4 separate regions of the Sus scrofa genome follow, and all the other regions are linked to region 2. A link is a contact called in public Hi-C and HiChIP or PLAC-seq data. All regions are on one chromosome and are shown on one strand. Each heading gives the region's core, a stretch centred on a gene start, on an enhancer-like site or on the middle of the called end of the contact. The rest is flanking DNA. Distances are from core to core; before and after follow the strand shown.

Evidence for each region. A called contact is a pair of places that touch in the nucleus more often than the background predicts. HiChIP or PLAC-seq counts read pairs in DNA pulled down with a chosen protein or histone mark.
Region 1: a Hi-C map of skeletal muscle shows a contact between it and region 2, with 4 times the contacts expected there. The contact joins two enhancer-like sites. A contact is called at or near these places in 15 of 47 Hi-C or Micro-C datasets (brain, embryonic fibroblasts, fetal heart ventricle and 10 more) and 2 of 2 datasets of contacts at active chromatin or transcription factors (alveolar macrophages and skeletal muscle).
Region 3: an H3K27ac HiChIP or PLAC-seq map of skeletal muscle shows a contact between it and region 2, with 5 times the contacts expected there. The contact joins two enhancer-like sites. A contact is called at or near these places in 1 of 47 Hi-C or Micro-C datasets (embryonic fibroblasts) and 2 of 2 datasets of contacts at active chromatin or transcription factors (alveolar macrophages and skeletal muscle).
Region 4: an H3K27ac HiChIP or PLAC-seq map of skeletal muscle shows a contact between it and region 2, with 8 times the contacts expected there. The contact joins two enhancer-like sites. A contact is called at or near these places in 2 of 47 Hi-C or Micro-C datasets (both in skeletal muscle) and 1 of 2 datasets of contacts at active chromatin or transcription factors (skeletal muscle).

Annotation. Positions count from the first base shown.
Region 1 is chr1:506,929-510,701 of Sscrofa11.1, forward strand. No RefSeq gene overlaps it. Among named protein-coding and RNA genes, the nearest start is that of ERMARD, 32 kb to the right of the region's middle. Within about 2 kb of position 2,228, at least 38 of the 83 cell types and tissues checked have an H3K27ac peak or open chromatin away from gene starts, as enhancers often do. A contact at or near this core is called in skeletal muscle, where this site is marked.
Region 2 is chr1:48,182-51,744 of Sscrofa11.1, forward strand. No RefSeq gene overlaps it. Among named protein-coding and RNA genes, the nearest start is that of PSMB1, 26 kb to the left of the region's middle. Within about 2 kb of position 1,575, at least 6 of the 83 cell types and tissues checked have an H3K27ac peak or open chromatin away from gene starts, as enhancers often do. A contact at or near this core is called in skeletal muscle, where this site is marked.
Region 3 is chr1:405,883-409,911 of Sscrofa11.1, forward strand. No RefSeq gene overlaps it. Among named protein-coding and RNA genes, the nearest start is that of ERMARD, 130 kb to the right of the region's middle. Within about 2 kb of position 1,354, at least 8 of the 83 cell types and tissues checked have an H3K27ac peak or open chromatin away from gene starts, as enhancers often do. A contact at or near this core is called in skeletal muscle, where this site is marked.
Region 4 is chr1:457,964-461,813 of Sscrofa11.1, forward strand. No RefSeq gene overlaps it. Among named protein-coding and RNA genes, the nearest start is that of ERMARD, 81 kb to the right of the region's middle. Within about 2 kb of position 1,263, at least 4 of the 83 cell types and tissues checked have an H3K27ac peak or open chromatin away from gene starts, as enhancers often do. A contact at or near this core is called in skeletal muscle, where this site is marked.

The DNA of each region.
Region 1 (3,773 bases), core at 978-3,477, 460 kb after region 2:
AGCTCTTCCTGTCATTTCGTCTCGCCCACTGGCTCCCACCCTCACGCACCTGCATCCCCGCAGCTCCAGGACCCCATCCTCTCTCTGCCGCTGGCCCTGCTTCAAACCCTCTGCCAGGCCCCCTTCTCCCAGGATCCCTGCGACCCCGTCTGTGGTTCCCGTGCCTCCTCCTCCCCCAGCGGCCTGGCCGAGATAGCTTGGCCTGCCCCAGGCTGAGATAGCTTGGCCTGACCAGGCTGCCAGAGCCCAGGGGGTTCCCAGAGCCCATTCCCCGGCACATTTCCAGGGTCATGTCTTTCCTCAACCACCACCCAGTCCGCCTCCCGCCTGCATTTTGGGGGTGGGGGCTTCTCGGCCTTCCTGGCTCTGCTTAGTCCTGTTAGTTCCCCACCATCCCAGGACCCCGGCCCAGATCGCAGGTGGAGACGGACCTTACAGCCTTGGGGCCCCTGCTGACCCCAGATCTGAGCTCGAGGCTACCCCCTCACCCCTGGAGGGCACTTCCTGCTCCGTGCCCCCCAGCCCTGGGTCCCGTCCTCCCTCCTTCACCAGGAGGGGCGCCTCTTCGCATCCCTCAGCCTCCCTGCAGAATGCCTTGTCGACAGTTTAGTGAAATACTTATTTTCTGCTTAGACATGTCTTTTTTTTCTTTTTTTTTTTTTTTTTTTTTGCCTTTTCTAGAGCTGCTCCCGTGGCATATGGAGGTTCCCAAGCCAGTGGTCTAATCAGAGCTGTAGCCACCGGCCTGTGCCAGAGCCACAGCAATGCCAGCCGGAGCCCATCTGTGACCTATACCACAGCTCACGACAACACTGGATCCTTAACCCGCTGAGCAAGGCCAGGGATCGAACCCGCAACCTCATGGTTCCTAGTCGGATTCGTTAACTACTGAGCCACGACAGGAACTCCAGGCATGTCCTTTTATTATGTAACTTTCATCCAGGCCAGGGAAATTGGAATCATCAACTGCTATAGGGAAGAAAAAGCAAGAAGTGAGCGGAAATCCAAGAACCTAGGCCCCTCTGGGGCACTGACGCCAATGCTCGGTCGCGTGAAGGGTGGGCCCGGGAAATTTCCTCCCCTCTCGCCACCTCGTGTCCTCCAGCGGGAGGGGCAGTCAGGGCCTCTGGAGGCTGGAGGACACTCACTCAGGGGCTGCGGCTGCCAGCGGCGGCCCATGCCGAGCGGTAGGAAGGCTCAAGGAAGGGCTTGCAGAGGACTCAGGTGAGCCGGCTGCAGTCAGACCCCCGCCTTCCCAGGACGCTGGGAAGTCTCACCACGGTGTGGCTGGGGGGATCCATCTGGAGACAAGCAGCCGGCAGAGCCTTCCGGGAGACAGAAACAGCCCACTCGGGCCCCACACGAGAGCCATCCCCGCAGGGAGAGGACCAGCCAGGCCCTGCCTCCCTCCTTCCGTGGCCTTCTCACCCTGCGGCGCCGTCCTACCCAGGGGTCGCGGGGACCTGAGCACCCAGGTACTTTGAAAACCGTGGGCCTGTGCCTGCCGGCTTCCAATGGAAGCTGTGGTGCGGGGTTCAGCATTATGACTGGCTTCTTTGAACTTAAAATACTCTTATTTTAAAGGAATTGAGCGACGAGTCAAAACCACTCCCTGCATCATCCAGGATATTCTTTGGAAAACCTCAACACTTGATCTTAGATCGATTGTAAATGGTTCAAGTTCACTTGGGAGCCACACTAGCCAAGGCACCCAGGGGCCCAGACGCTGGACTACAGGTTAACACTTAGGGCTGGGTAGCAAGCCCGGGATCCAGTTTTGCTATTTAGAGTAGCTGGGGGGAAGCCCGCCACGCCCCGGCGGGAGGCCCCGCACGCCCTCTGGGTGACACAGTGCGGGCTGAGGACACTGTCCTGCGCCGCTGATAAAGGTGGGCTGTTAGAAGCCGGTGCACCTGAAAGTTCTGCGCGGATCCGGCCACATTCTTTCAACAGCCCCTGCCTCTGCGGTTCGCTGTCTGGGCCCCGCAGGCCCGTCCCGCACCGGCGGCACCCAGATGATGCCGGTCGTGGCCCAGACCCGGCCTCCCGCGCCGCTGCGACGCGCGGCCCGGACCTCACAGCATGCGAGCCCCCTGAGCCCTCTCGCGCCCAGGCCCGGCCCGCGCGAAGCCCCCGCCCCGGCCCCGGCGGGCAGGCGGGAGGAAGGGGCAGGTACCGCCTGGATTCCCGGGAGGCTTCCGCTCGGGGCTGCGGGCCTTGCCTTGCTCAAGAGCGCCGCCCCGCGTCCCGCGGAGGGACCGCAGACGCCGGGGCGGGCAGCCCGTACACCGACGGCTCGAGAGCACCCGGATCCGAGAAACCCAAGGTTTACTCCTAAGAGCAGCTTCCTAACCGACTTACTGAAAAGGCAAACAAGGCGGGTGCCACCGCGGGACGGGGCACCTCCACGGACCCTCGCAGATGCCCACGTAGAGGAGGGCCTGGGGACACGCAGGACGCGGCTCACAGCCACACGAGGCTCCGCTCCATCCCAAGGTCGCTGCTCAGTTGAACCAGAGCCACTCTCGGCCCCACGTGCAGGCGAGGACTGGGCGGTGGCAGCTGCCCCCTCACCTCCTCCCCTGAAAACCCTACACCTGAGAGCACGGGTTGGGGGCCGCGGGCTTAGGTCAGGGACAAAGTTGTCTGCAAACGCCCAGCTTGATTTCCACGTGGAGGAAACCCAATTCCCCCCCTAGAAACAGAAGGGCCTGGTGATACTGATGCCACCGGCCCGGGACCTCGGGTACCCCCTGACCCCACACCCTGTAGTCCACCAACCCACTCGGGGAGGCAACGTGATTCCCAGCCCCTCACAGATCAGAAAGCTCAGGTTGTGAGGAGTTAAGCAGCTTGTTCACAAAGTAAGTGACGTTCTTAACCTGGGTTTGGCCTCGGACCCGTGTCCCTCCCCAGGCGTGGCAAGAGCCGTCTCCCTCTCAGGCTGGCTCTTCAAGGCTCTGGCAAGCTGGCTGTTGCTTTTGGTGAAGAACAGATTTAGCTAATCTTCCCCTCTGCCCCTTCCTGCAGTAACTCCATCTGCAGGAGGTATTCGGCCAGCAGAGAAATGAAAAGCGGGCTGAGAAAAGCCTGAAGCAAGCTTGCAAATATCAGGCATTTTCTGGGCATCTTTCAGTTGCTCCAGCTCCCCACCCGTGACAGGGCCGATCAAGTCATAGTCCTTCCCAGAAGCCACGGCCCGCTCCATTGGTGACTCCCACTGGCAAGGGGTTGAGGCAGAGGCATGTGGCATCACCTGAGGAAAACAAGGACTTTCCACCCCACTGGATGGACGCAGGGAGGCACCTGCAAGCTGGCAGCAACAGGCTGGTCACCAGGAAACAAACTGGAGGAAGCCATGGGTGTGCCCAGCCAAGCACCAGCCAGGAGCAGTGTGGCCTTCCCAAGGGTCGCCAGGCAGGCCCAGCAAGGACAGCTCTGGCCACGGGTGTCCTGTGGCCGGTATTCCCAGCATGCAGGAGCAGCAGGAAAGGCTGCAGACACAGCCAGACACCAAGCGAACCCACTCCGCTCCCCATAGGAGGCACGCACTGGGGTCCTGGGGGTCCCGGGACCATGCAGGGAGGAGCCCAAAGAGGAGAGCTTGATGTCACATATTCTCATGGGAAGACCACTTTCTCACCTCGAAGCCCAGACCAAGACAGGTGAGTGTCTTGGGCAGGACATGAGATCATTTTGAGGTGAAATGGATGGAAAACTGGCTGTGAGGGAGGAGCTGAATGTGACCTTGAGGTTCCTGGCGCAGGCACCTG
Region 2 (3,563 bases), core at 325-2,824:
AAAAGTATCCATGAGGACGCAGGTTCAATCCCTGGCCTCGCTCAGTGGGTTAAGGATCTGGCATTGCCGTGAGCTGTGGTGTAGGTTAAAGAAGGGGCTTGGATCCTGTGTTGCTGTGGCTGTGGTGTAGGCCAGCAGCTGCAGCTCCAACGGACCCCTAGCCTGGGAACCTCCTTATGCCACGGGTGTGACCCTTAAAAAAAAACACCAAAAATTAAATACAATATAATCACTGTCATAATCGTATCCTTAAATGTTAACTATAATGTCCAGTCTATGTTCACATTTCCTTGATTGTTTCATAAATGTCTATTTACACTTCATTCAAATCTGCAGCCAAATATTTCAATCTCTAGCTCCGATCTTCCTCCTTCTCTGTGTTAATCTTTCTCAATCTCTTTCTCATTCCCGCAAAACTCAGTTGTCAAAGGAGCAGATGATTTGTACTGCAGAGTTCTCTGCTTTCTGGATATTGCTGATTCTATTCCTATAGTTTCCATAAATGTCTTTTCCTATAAATTGGTAGAGTTTGAGGCTTGATCAGATTCAGAGTTCAATTTTTCATCAACGGAGCCATCTAAGTTTACATGTCTTTCCGTTGCTTAGATTAGCCAATTTGACCTGTTTCTATTAAATAATAATTGACTGTGATATGACACATATCTGAATATCATTGACCTTTTTTTGGCTGCACCCACAGCATAAGGAAAACTCAGGCCAGGGATCAAATCCCAGCTGCAGCTGCAACCTATACCACACCTGCAGCAACACCACATCCTTAACACACTGTGCCAGAGTGGGAACCCCTGAATTTTTTAGTTTATGCCATTATGAGATAAACTTCTGTTTCTTAAAAAGCCACAGGCTTCTTTCAACATAGGTGCCAGATTCAGACCGAGCCAGGCTTCCAGCCCCTCGCTTGTGGGGTATGGATGTCCCTTTCCACCTGCCTTGGAGCAAGGTCACCTAACCTCTGAAGGGACAGCTCCAGGGATGTCCACCCAGCCTGTCCCCTGGGCCACACAGGAAGCCCCCTCACAGCATCTCTGCTCTCCTTCAGGGCAGTGCATTTTCCTCAAAAGTTTTTTGTTTTTAAGCAGGGTCTCTGCTCTATCACATTACCCTGCTCTGTGTTAAGAATGTAAATATCACTTGTTTTCTCAAATAACAAACTTTCCATACTATCCAGCCCACTACCTCAGGTGTTTTGCTTGCTCTTGTCTTTAGCTCTCTATTCAACACTGCCACCTCGCTGATGGTCCACACCTTGTTTGTGCTTTATTCCCGGGGATAATGGTAAGAATGGGCTGCTATTAGTCTCATTGTCACCTCTGCCTTTATTGTTCCTGTGTTGGGACTATTTTGGGAGAGGGCCCCAGTGCCGGCTGTGGGACATATTTAACCTGCCAGCTGAGGGTGGTGCTCCAGCTCGTGCAGACAGCTCCTCTGGGCACAAGTGGCAGAGGGCACGTGTGACAGGCACCTCTTTTGGGAGCCCAGGTGGCCAGGCTCTCTTTTAGAAACTTCAGAGTCAAGCTATTTGCAGGGATGACCCCTTGTGCTCTGGCCGCCACGCCTGCTCCCTGCCCATGGGGCTCAGATCCCTGATGGCCTTAAAAGGAGAGTCAGACAGCAGGCTGCACAGGCCACACTTCTCCCCGGAAGAGTGCCAAGGGAATGGTTTGCGAGACCGAGGGTGCCTCCCAGAGCTTGGCCTCAGAATAGCCTGGCCACCTTGAGTTTCCCTTAATAGCCAGCCATGAATCAATCATCCGCAATCTATGTAAAGGCTTTTTGTAAACCTATTTATATTTTTATGTCTGTGCCACTGTGAAGAGCCATTGAATTCAAATGATTTTTTTCCTGAGGCATGTTTTTCTCTCTTATTTTCCTTAAACTAAAGCCATCTTTAAGTTTCCAGGGTGCCCTCTTGCCTCTGTGACCTGGGTTGAGGGGAAAGTGACTGTCACATCCACTTGTCAATGTGCCATGGGGAGTTCCTGCCACGTCAGTGGTGCCAACTTATTGTCACTGTCACCTTCAGTTGGAATACTGCAGGGGAACTATATGTTGCCCAAGTGACATCACTTCTAAGTGTCTTTCCTTTTGCAGTAGATTCCAGCTCAAGAAATTGTCCAGAAAAGGAGACATTTGTTTATCTCAGTTTCCTCCATGACTACATGCCAGAAGCAGCTTCTCCAGGGACAGGATCCCATGCAGATGTGCGACTATAGCGACTCTCCTTCTTTACCGCTGTGACAAATGTGTGTGCCAGGAAAGTTATAGATTGGCAGTGAATTTGTGTGAAATTCTACCCAGAAAGAGTCACAGCTGTGCTCACTCCGCAGCCAAGGTGACCGTGGAAGCCAGGAGGAACCCAGGGTGTGCAATAAGCCCCTGGGTGTTTACAAGACACCAGGTTGGGGGGGTGGGGGATTGTCCAGGGACCATACATTAAAAAAACTAGCATGAATTGGACACTCATGTGAAATAAGGCCCAGGGACACCCTCCACTTCATCTACCTTCACATGGGTGCAGTAGGTGGCCCCCCTACTGGGGTCTTCACTGTGCTCCCCCACCTTCCCAGGGGCGCTAAGCAGCAGCAGAAATCACCCTGGATGCAGCTACGCCCATACCAGGGCCCTCCAGTCCTGCCCACCTTGTCTCCCTCTCTGGCGACGCCAAACTGCTCACTGTTGCCCAGAGATGCTTGTGGAGTGGCCATTAGCCTTGGGACCCTAATTCCATTGTTTGCCAGTTGTGTGGCCTCAAATATCCCAAAGTTGGAACTTCCTCACTTGTGAAATGTGTGAAATATTATCACTTCTCCCAGGGAAGCGTGGACGAGGTGATGTGTGTAAGTGCTGGGCCCAGAGCCCAACACACAGGAATCCTCAGTGAGCTGCAATTATCATGATTGAGTCCTGTGGGCTATAACTTTTCTGGAGGGCCCGCAACCCACGCCGCCTCATCTGCCAGGAAACTCTTCTTCAAATCCTTCAAAGTCTAGCTCAAGTGCACCTCTGGGAAGCCACACAAACTTGCCGTGCCTCTGCCCCTCATTCTCTCTCCTCTGGGCTCAGATGCTCCGCAGAGGGTAACTCTTCACTTTCAGCCATATCTTGGGGGCTGGCGGGGGGCTCGCTTACTTTGTACCTCGGTTCTACATCCATGCCTACCATTACTGCTTGAAGAATATTTGCTAAAATAATCAAATCAATCCAGGACTTTCCTGAATAAAACTTTGGCTAGAAGCTATAAATCTCATTGATTCTTAAGGAATTCATCATTACTAAATGTAATTTTGTAAGAAAAACCTTCCCAACACAGGGCGGGTCAATGGGGGTGGGGTGGAAAGATAAAAAGAATTCTTGGTGGTAAGAGTTTGAGGAAATGCTGAGCTTGCATCTCCTCCCAACCCAGTGGGAGCTTGATTTCCAAATTAAGCAGTTGTGTCCGAGCTTAGGAGGCAGCAGCTGCCACAGTCAGGATACAGTGCTTTGCAGCTGACCAGTGCTCTTCCTGGATCTCTTCCCCTCTGCCTAGTGCGCACCCCTGCTGG
Region 3 (4,029 bases), core at 104-2,603, 360 kb after region 2:
GGCTTCGCTGCCCGGCAGGGGGGGTACCCCGAGCACTGACCAGAGCACCGGGCCTGAGGCCCAGATCAGTGCAGCAGACCGGCAGGATCGCCCGGCCGGAGGAGGGGCTCCTGCGACTGGATTTGGGGACCCCTGTGCCCAGGGGCGGCCCCTCCGCCTGAACAGCTCCTCGATGGCCGTTTTGAAAGTTCAGAGCCCGCCCCCTCGGGGGCCCGCTCTGTGCTTTTGTCTCTTTCCTTCATTCCGGGCTCTTGGGGGGGCAGGTGGGGTGCTCACCTGGGGCGGGGCCTTCCTGAGAGGCCAGACCAGCTCAGTAGCTTCCAAGGAGGGTGATTCTCAACAGGCCTGAGCCTGAACCCCTGAGAAACCAAGGTGCTGGGGGAGAGGATTCCATTCTTTGTTCAAAGAGTCGAATCACAGACCCTAAAATCTCAGGTGGGAAGGGTGCCCTGGAGCCGCGGGCACCTCTCCCAGCACCCATAGGCTGCGGGGGACCTCGGCTGGCCCTGCCCTCGCAGAGCTCCCTTTAACGTCTGAACCAAACCAAAGCCACAGTTCCCCACTGTGGCTGCCGCGGCCGCCCAGAGCCGCCACGGCCCAGGCTCTCTGGCTGCAGCTCTCGGCTGGTCAGGCAGGTCGCCCTCCTCAGCAAGGCCAGTGCCCAGGACCCCCGGTGGCGTGTCTGGTCTGTGGTAGGTTCTCAAGATCCATCGAAGCTCCTGGGTCTCCCAGGCTCCAGGGCTTATCCAGGAGCCACTGGGCAGGGCCCCTGGGGACCTCTGCTCTGAGCAGCCCCACGACTGGCCTTCCTCTCCCTCCCCGGCCCCCCTGCAGGAGCACAGCCGACCTCCTGGGCCTTGACCTCCCCACACCCGCCCCACCTGCCGAATCCCCACCTCGCCCCCCCAACCCTGGCTGCCCCAGACGGCCCTTTCTGACCCCGCCAGATATCTGTGGGTCACAGAGAGCCCCAGACCCCTGGCTTGAGGACCGAGCCCCCACCAGCCCCCTGCTTCCTGGGGCCCCAGGCTCAGCCCCACTGGTGCCTCCCCGAGTCTCAGGCGGCCGTGCCGCCTCCCCCAACTCCTTACTAAGGCCATGGACTTGGCGAGGTTCAGGGCCCGTCCACGGGGCAGAGCGGCCACTGTGGCTCCAGCAGACCCCGCTGGGTTTGCCCCATGGCCCTGCCCTGGGCCTCCTCAGGCAGCCCCGCACTGGCTCTCTGCTCCTGGGAGGCAGTGACAGTCACCTGATACCTCCCAATTAGCCGATTTCACAGAGGCCAGAACCATACGTGAAGGGGGTGACCGATGTCCTTCCCGCCAGATGCCCCCTTGCCAGACCGTCCCCGAGCTCCTTGGCCCCATGCCTCTCCGGGCCTGAGGCTGCTTCTGAAGGGAGGGCATCGCCTCAGGACCCAAACTCATTGGCGCCAGGCAGTGGCCGTCCGGGGCCTGGGCAGGACCAGCACTCAGGTCCCTCTGAGTTGGGGGGGGGGTGACCTGCGCTTCCCCAGTTTCCTGGGAAACATCCCCGTGTACCACAGCTTCCTGAGCCCCCCACCCAGCTGCTGCTCCCCTTCCCCCACCCAAGGGGGTTTCGGACTCCCCCACCCCCACCCAGCTCCCCCCCCCACCCCCCCGCCCCCAGGCCTCGCAGCTGCAGGCCTTTGATCTAAATCCCCAGCCCTGGACGCAGCCGCCACTTGCAACAGCTTCCTGCCGGTTTCGTGTTCCCAGGCGGCCGGTCCCTGTGTCCGCCACTCCCTCCGGGGCGCCGGGGGCCCTTGAGTGACGACAACACATGGGCCTTCGCCTGCCTTCCAGCCTCCGACCTCAGGGAGTCCTGACCCCTCCCTCCCTCCGGCTGAGGCTTCCACTGCAGTTCACCAGCTGTCGTCCCCGCCTGGCCCCCCACTGGCCACTCACTTTCAAAGGCCTGGTGTCCTCCCGTCTCCTGGGGCAGAGCAGGCCTGGCTGCCCCGCTCTGAGGCGGTCCAGGGCAAAGGCAGGGCGCCACCCAGGCGGGGCTCAGCTCCAGGCCACCCCAGGCCTGCTCGGCACTTGGTGATGGCCTGTGGCCTGGGGACTACGCCGCGTTTAAAGTGAAGGCAGACCTGCAGTGCCACCTGGAAGAGCGATGCTGCCCCTGCCTGCGGCACCCTCCGCCCGATCTTAGAGACACAGGTTCTGCCCCCGCCCAGGACTCAGCCCCCAGCAGGTCCGCGAGGGTGACCCGCCTGCAGCCTCTGCCCGTGGCGCATGGAGATGCGGCCTGGACTGCTCTGCCAGTCAGTACAGAGCATGGGGGGGCATGGGGGGCGTGCTGGGGGCAGCGATCAGCAGCCCAGCCTGCTGGTGCTCAAAGGCCCAAGACCCAAGGGTGACTACCGCTCAGCGTGACCCTTCCACACAGCGTGGAACATGGACCCAAGTTGCCAGAGTTTTCCTGCAAGAACTCCAGGTGCCCGTCCGCACAGGTCAGTGATTCGAATCAGAAACTACACCTCAGGCTACACCAACTGTGTCCAGGCAAGGGGAAGGTGGCTTCTGGCCCAGCCACGGCCTGCGTGCTACTCCTAGGAAATGCGCCCCAGGAACCGAATATGCTGGAGAAACACCAGGAGGCCTGTGTGGGGTTCAACACGTGGCTTCCGCATGGAGCACACACCGTGACACTGCTGGCGAGAAGGTGGTCTCGGGCCGTCCCAGGCTTCCACGGCGGCAGCTCCATGATATTCAGTCTCGATGGTGGAGGCGTCAGAAGACTTGGGGCGAGGCTGGGGGCCAGCAGGGCCGTGTCCAGGAGGTCTGATGCCAGCAGGCAGAGGGGCGCGCAGCATCTCAGCGTCTTGGGGAGGCCCCAGGAGCCGGACACAGGACCTGGCCCTGGAGACGCAGCGGCACCCAGCAAGCTGAGCTGAGGTCACAGGGGCAGCACGGCAGCTGCAGTTCCTGCTCGGACCGCCCACCCTTGGGCCCCTTCCACCAAAAAAAGACCAGGCTAATGCTTACCGGGTTCCCTTTTTCTGTTACACATTGTTTACAAAGCTGGTTCACTGGCATCCTCCAAGAATAACCAATTCTGGATTTTTCTTAAAGACCCGCAAGAAGTCCTCTGATAGCGATCACCAAAAAGGCTCTTCTGACACCTTCACAAGTTTTTAATATTTACTTGCACTGACTGTATCATCACATTTACATGCTTCGTGAGGGCTGTTTAGTTCCTAAGAGCAAATGACGATGATCCGAGGCACCTGCAGGCTTCCGGTGTCACCAGGAGCGCAGGGCCCAGTGTACTCAGTGTGTGTGATGCTGCAGGGGCACCATCCCGCCCGCATGTCGTCTCCCAAGGGTGCCGTGGGCCGGAGCCCGGTGGCTCTCGCATCTGACGGGAAGCACGTTCCCTTGGGCACTTTTCTTCAGGGTGAGGGTTTGTCGTTTCTGTTCAGCTCCGTGGCATCCGAATCCAGCCTTGAGTCTGGTGCGAGGGGGACCAGGGAAGGAGGGGAGAGGCCTGTGCCGGGACATCCCGGAGACACCGAATTGAGGGCACCGTCCCCAGGCTGAGAGCTGGACGGGGCTGTGTGGGGCCAGCAGGGGCCCAGCCGCAGCCAGCAAGCGGGGGGTGCCTGCGCACGTTGTCATCCAGCAAACCCCCTGCCGGCTGCAGAGCTGCAGCCCTTCATGCCCGCCTGCCCTCCTGGTGCTGCAGGTGAAACTGGGAACACAGATTATTTGCAGCCAGCAAGTGTCCGGTCACTTGTCTGTGGACAGGAGAAAACCGGAGTTGTGTCTGTGGTTGGTTTATTTATTTCTCTGGCTGTGCAGGTAAATTAACATGGAAGTTCCCAGGCCAGGGATCAAACCCATGCCACAGCCGCGACCTGAGCTGCTGCAGGGACAACGGCAGATCTTTAACCCACTGCACCACAAGGGAACTCCCCCGGAGTCGTGTTTAGAGCCGATGAGCAGCAGGGCTGGCGGGCACTCCAGCCCACGCGCTGCCACTTCCCGGAGAGGCCACGTC
Region 4 (3,850 bases), core at 13-2,512, 410 kb after region 2:
GCATCCCCTCCTGCATCCCCCTCCTGCATCCCCATCCTGCATCTCCTCCTGCATCCCCCTACTGCATCCCCATCCTGCATCCCCTCCTGCATCCCCTCCTGCATCTCCCTCCTGCATCCCCCTCCTGCATCCCCCTCCTGCATCTCCTCCTGCAACCCCTCCCAAACCCCCTTTTCCTACATGACGAGTGTAGGGCCCATCTCCAAGTTATGGGTACTGTCTATTCCCCAGGTTTGGCCCACTCAGCACAAGGAGACTGGCCTGTGAAGGGGCCTATTTGGGGTCATGGTGAGAGAGAGGGGAAAGGCAGGACTCTTCAGCTCTGAGTGTCCACGGCTCCCTTCTTTTCTGATCCCTGCCCTCACCTCCCAAGCTTCGGCCTTCATGCCAGACCACAGGCAAGGGCCCCTCTTGCTCTCTCCCTCCTGTGGTTCTAATAGATTAGAGATAATAAGGCAACCTGAATGAGGCACAGCCTGAGCAGCCACTGGAAATGTCCAGAAGGTCAAATGACGAATATCAACCTGGAGGAGAAAGGGCCCCAGAGTGTCAACATTTACCAGGGACACAGAGACCAGCCATGAGTGCCAGCTGTGCAGACTCAGCAACTAGAGCCACGGAGGGGAGAAAAAAAGCACATTCAAGAAGGCCAGCAGGACAGGGGATGGACCAGCAGGACAGGGCACCAGCCAGTGGGACAGGGGACCAGCCAGCTGGACAGGGGATGGGCCAACAGGACCTGTGAATCCCAGCAGTGACATCGAGGCATGGAGAGTGGGGGGCTAGGCGCCACTTCCCCCGGTGCCCCTGTCCACCCGCAATTCTCCCCTGGAAAGACCGTGATGGGCAGGTCCAGCTGGGACGGCTGCTGCGGGTCTGGCCCTCCACGCTGTCCTGACAGATGTTTTAATCTACTGTTTGAAGAATGACTTCTGCTCAGCTCTGCTGTTCAAACATCTGTTTCTGTTTAGAATGACGGAGGCGTTTCAAACGGCGCTGGCTGTGCCGCCCAGGAACTGTTTAAATGGCGACCATGCTGCTTACTTTGCATTAGAGCCAGAGAGGATTTACTGCGGGCAGGCTGGACACACTCTTAAGCCCTGTAAAATAGATCATTCTTTAAAAAAAAAAGTGAACCGTTCAGCTTCCTAAATACATCCTTTATGAAAGATGTCCCGGGAGCAGAGCTGTTCGTGTTCTAACCCCTCTTGCCCCCGTCAAGGAGCAGGTCTCTGGCTTCACCCTCCAGCCGGAACCCGCAGCCCAGTGCGCCACCCCGCGGTGCCCCCATCACGCGCTCATGATTGCTGTGCCCCGTGCCACACGCCCAGAGCGCAGAGGGTCCCGTGGCGCAACCGCACCACACTGCCGCGGGAGAGACCACGAGGGCCAGCGGCTGAGCTGGTGGTGGTCCCCCCGCTTCATCCCGCAGATCTGGCGGTCATGCCTGTTAGGCTTCGATGGTTGTTCTCATTTGTCTTCAAGTCCCCAGAGCTTAGCGTACAAGAGGCGTGCAACGAACATGGCAATAATTGCACATCTCCTTGAATACGGGAACACGAAGAGGTGTTTGTAGAACATTTTTGAGAATGTTGGGCAAGGGATCCCTTTTCTCCATCCGTAACTGGGGGCTTAACCACACTGGAAAGAGAGGAACCACGTTGGAGAGCCAGGAACCACACGGAAGAGAAAGGGGCCACACTGGATAGAAAGGAACCGCGTTGGCAAGAGAGGAAAGAGAGGTTGTGGAGTGGGGCCGGCTGCTCCGCACCCGTCACCACCACAAAGGAGTGAACGCCCGGATCCAGGCTGGGCCAGCCCCGCCTGCACGTGACATCCTCAGCCTCCTCCCAGATGCTGCAGACGACTTCCTGCGCAGGGGACACAAAGACAGAGCAAAGGAACCACTCGGCCCAGAGCTGCCTGCAACCCGCCTCCCTGCCTCCAGGACCTGAAGCTGTGAAGGCGAGACTCCAGACATGGGACAGGCACCTTCCCTGGACCACACGGTGGAAGCAGCAGATTCTAACCCACATCTGCTGGGCACCGAAGCGCGTTTTATTTCTAGTAAAGTACAGCAGGCTTAGGACATGCAACAAAAATTTGTATATCTGGGCAATGTCACTTGGGGACTTTTTTTCCCCAATTCTGAAAAGAAAACACTTATTTTAAATGAATAGATAGTGAATCTTCATCTTTTCACTGAGAAAACCCCATTTTCCCAGAAGCACATACGAAAAGCTGCAGAAGAAGAGATGCGAGCTTTGTTCCATTAGGCTGCTTTGATTGGGCTAAGCTGCATGCGGGGAAGGGGGGACCTGAGGATGGCTGAGCAGGTGCAGTTGTGAGATGCTGCAGCGGGAACATCCTGCCCTTTCTTCTCTTTCTCCTCTGCCCGGCTTCGTCCTCCAGAGCAGGTAGTGGGCAAACGAGGCACCTGGCATGGCCGGCATGATCCCATGAGCCCCACGCTCCAGCTGCCAAGCGCAGGGCAGGACGCACCTCCTCCAGCCCCGTGCTATCTGAAGCAGGCTGGGTCCCAGACCAGTGTCGACTGGCCCCAGGGGGCACGTTCCTGCTGCCTCCCAGGTCCTGGCTCCTTGGCCCTGCAGGTGGCCAAGGTCGGGGGTGGGGGTCCTTCCTGCTTGAGAAGCTCTGAGGTTCCCGGCGACTGCAGGAGTCTCTCGCCCTGGTCCCCCAGGCAGCCTCCTGATGGGTGGCACTGGCCGTGAACCAGCAGACCCCCAGGCCCGTTTGGGTACAGCTGCTTGTGAGCAACCTTCAGTGACAAGGGCTCCAAGGCACTCGGATCAATTAAGAAAAGGAAACTCTTGGGGACCCAGATGGCCAGGGCCCGTGAGGGACATTGCACCTCACACCTGAGCACTCAGACGCGGCTCTGGATGCAGCATTTTGGGGAGCGCCGTGCTGGGTCTTTGCTGCTGGATGGGCAATTCTACACAACCAGATATGCGGGTTATTTTTAAATAACATTTGGTAAGATCTTTTTAAAATTAAAGATGTAGCTTTATTTACATAATTAAATATTAAATAATTAATAGTAGTTCAATTAAGTTGCATTTCTATTTTTATTGTATAATTTTGAATATTTAGAAGAAATACATATTTTGAAACAATCTTTAAAATTCTTGTTTATATTCAACATTTTTGGTTTATGTACTCAAATTTAGATGTTATAAATATAATTACATTTTTATACTAATTCAGATCATTAATGTCAATAGAACATAAATAATGTGAAAATATTGATTTGGGGAGATATAGTTTTTGCAAAATATACAAGAATTGTTGAATTTCGTATGCCTTAAGTTTGGCAGAACTCGCAAACATGCCCAATAGTGATTGAACTCCGTCGTCTTTGCTGGTTTGCTGATATTTTATCTTTGATGACAGTTTGATGATAATTTTCTCTGTGCACGCCTGTCAAGTGGGACAGACACTTGACAGCTTCTTAACCCAGGTTAGACTGTCCAGGACTTATTACACAGGCCGCCCAGGCCTCCACTCTGCTCGGGCCCACACCTGGGCAGCCGGCACATTGGAGAAAACCAGCTTGGGGGTCCGAGGCCCCCTGTCTTCCAGCTGGTGGAGCCTGGCCCATCCTCACTGGGGAGGCACCCTTGGTGGGCGGGAGCCTTTCTGAAGCTGGCGGTGGATCTGGCGGTGGAAGCTGGCAGAGGCACTCACAGCGCTCGCACTGGCCTCCCCGGCTTCCTTTCAGGTTTCCTGGAATTGCGAGTCCGAGTCGGGGTAGACCGAGGCCCGGCAAGGGTGAGGCTCCCCGAGGCGTGGAGGAGGGGAGCCTGGAGCAGCGCGCCTACTGTGCCAT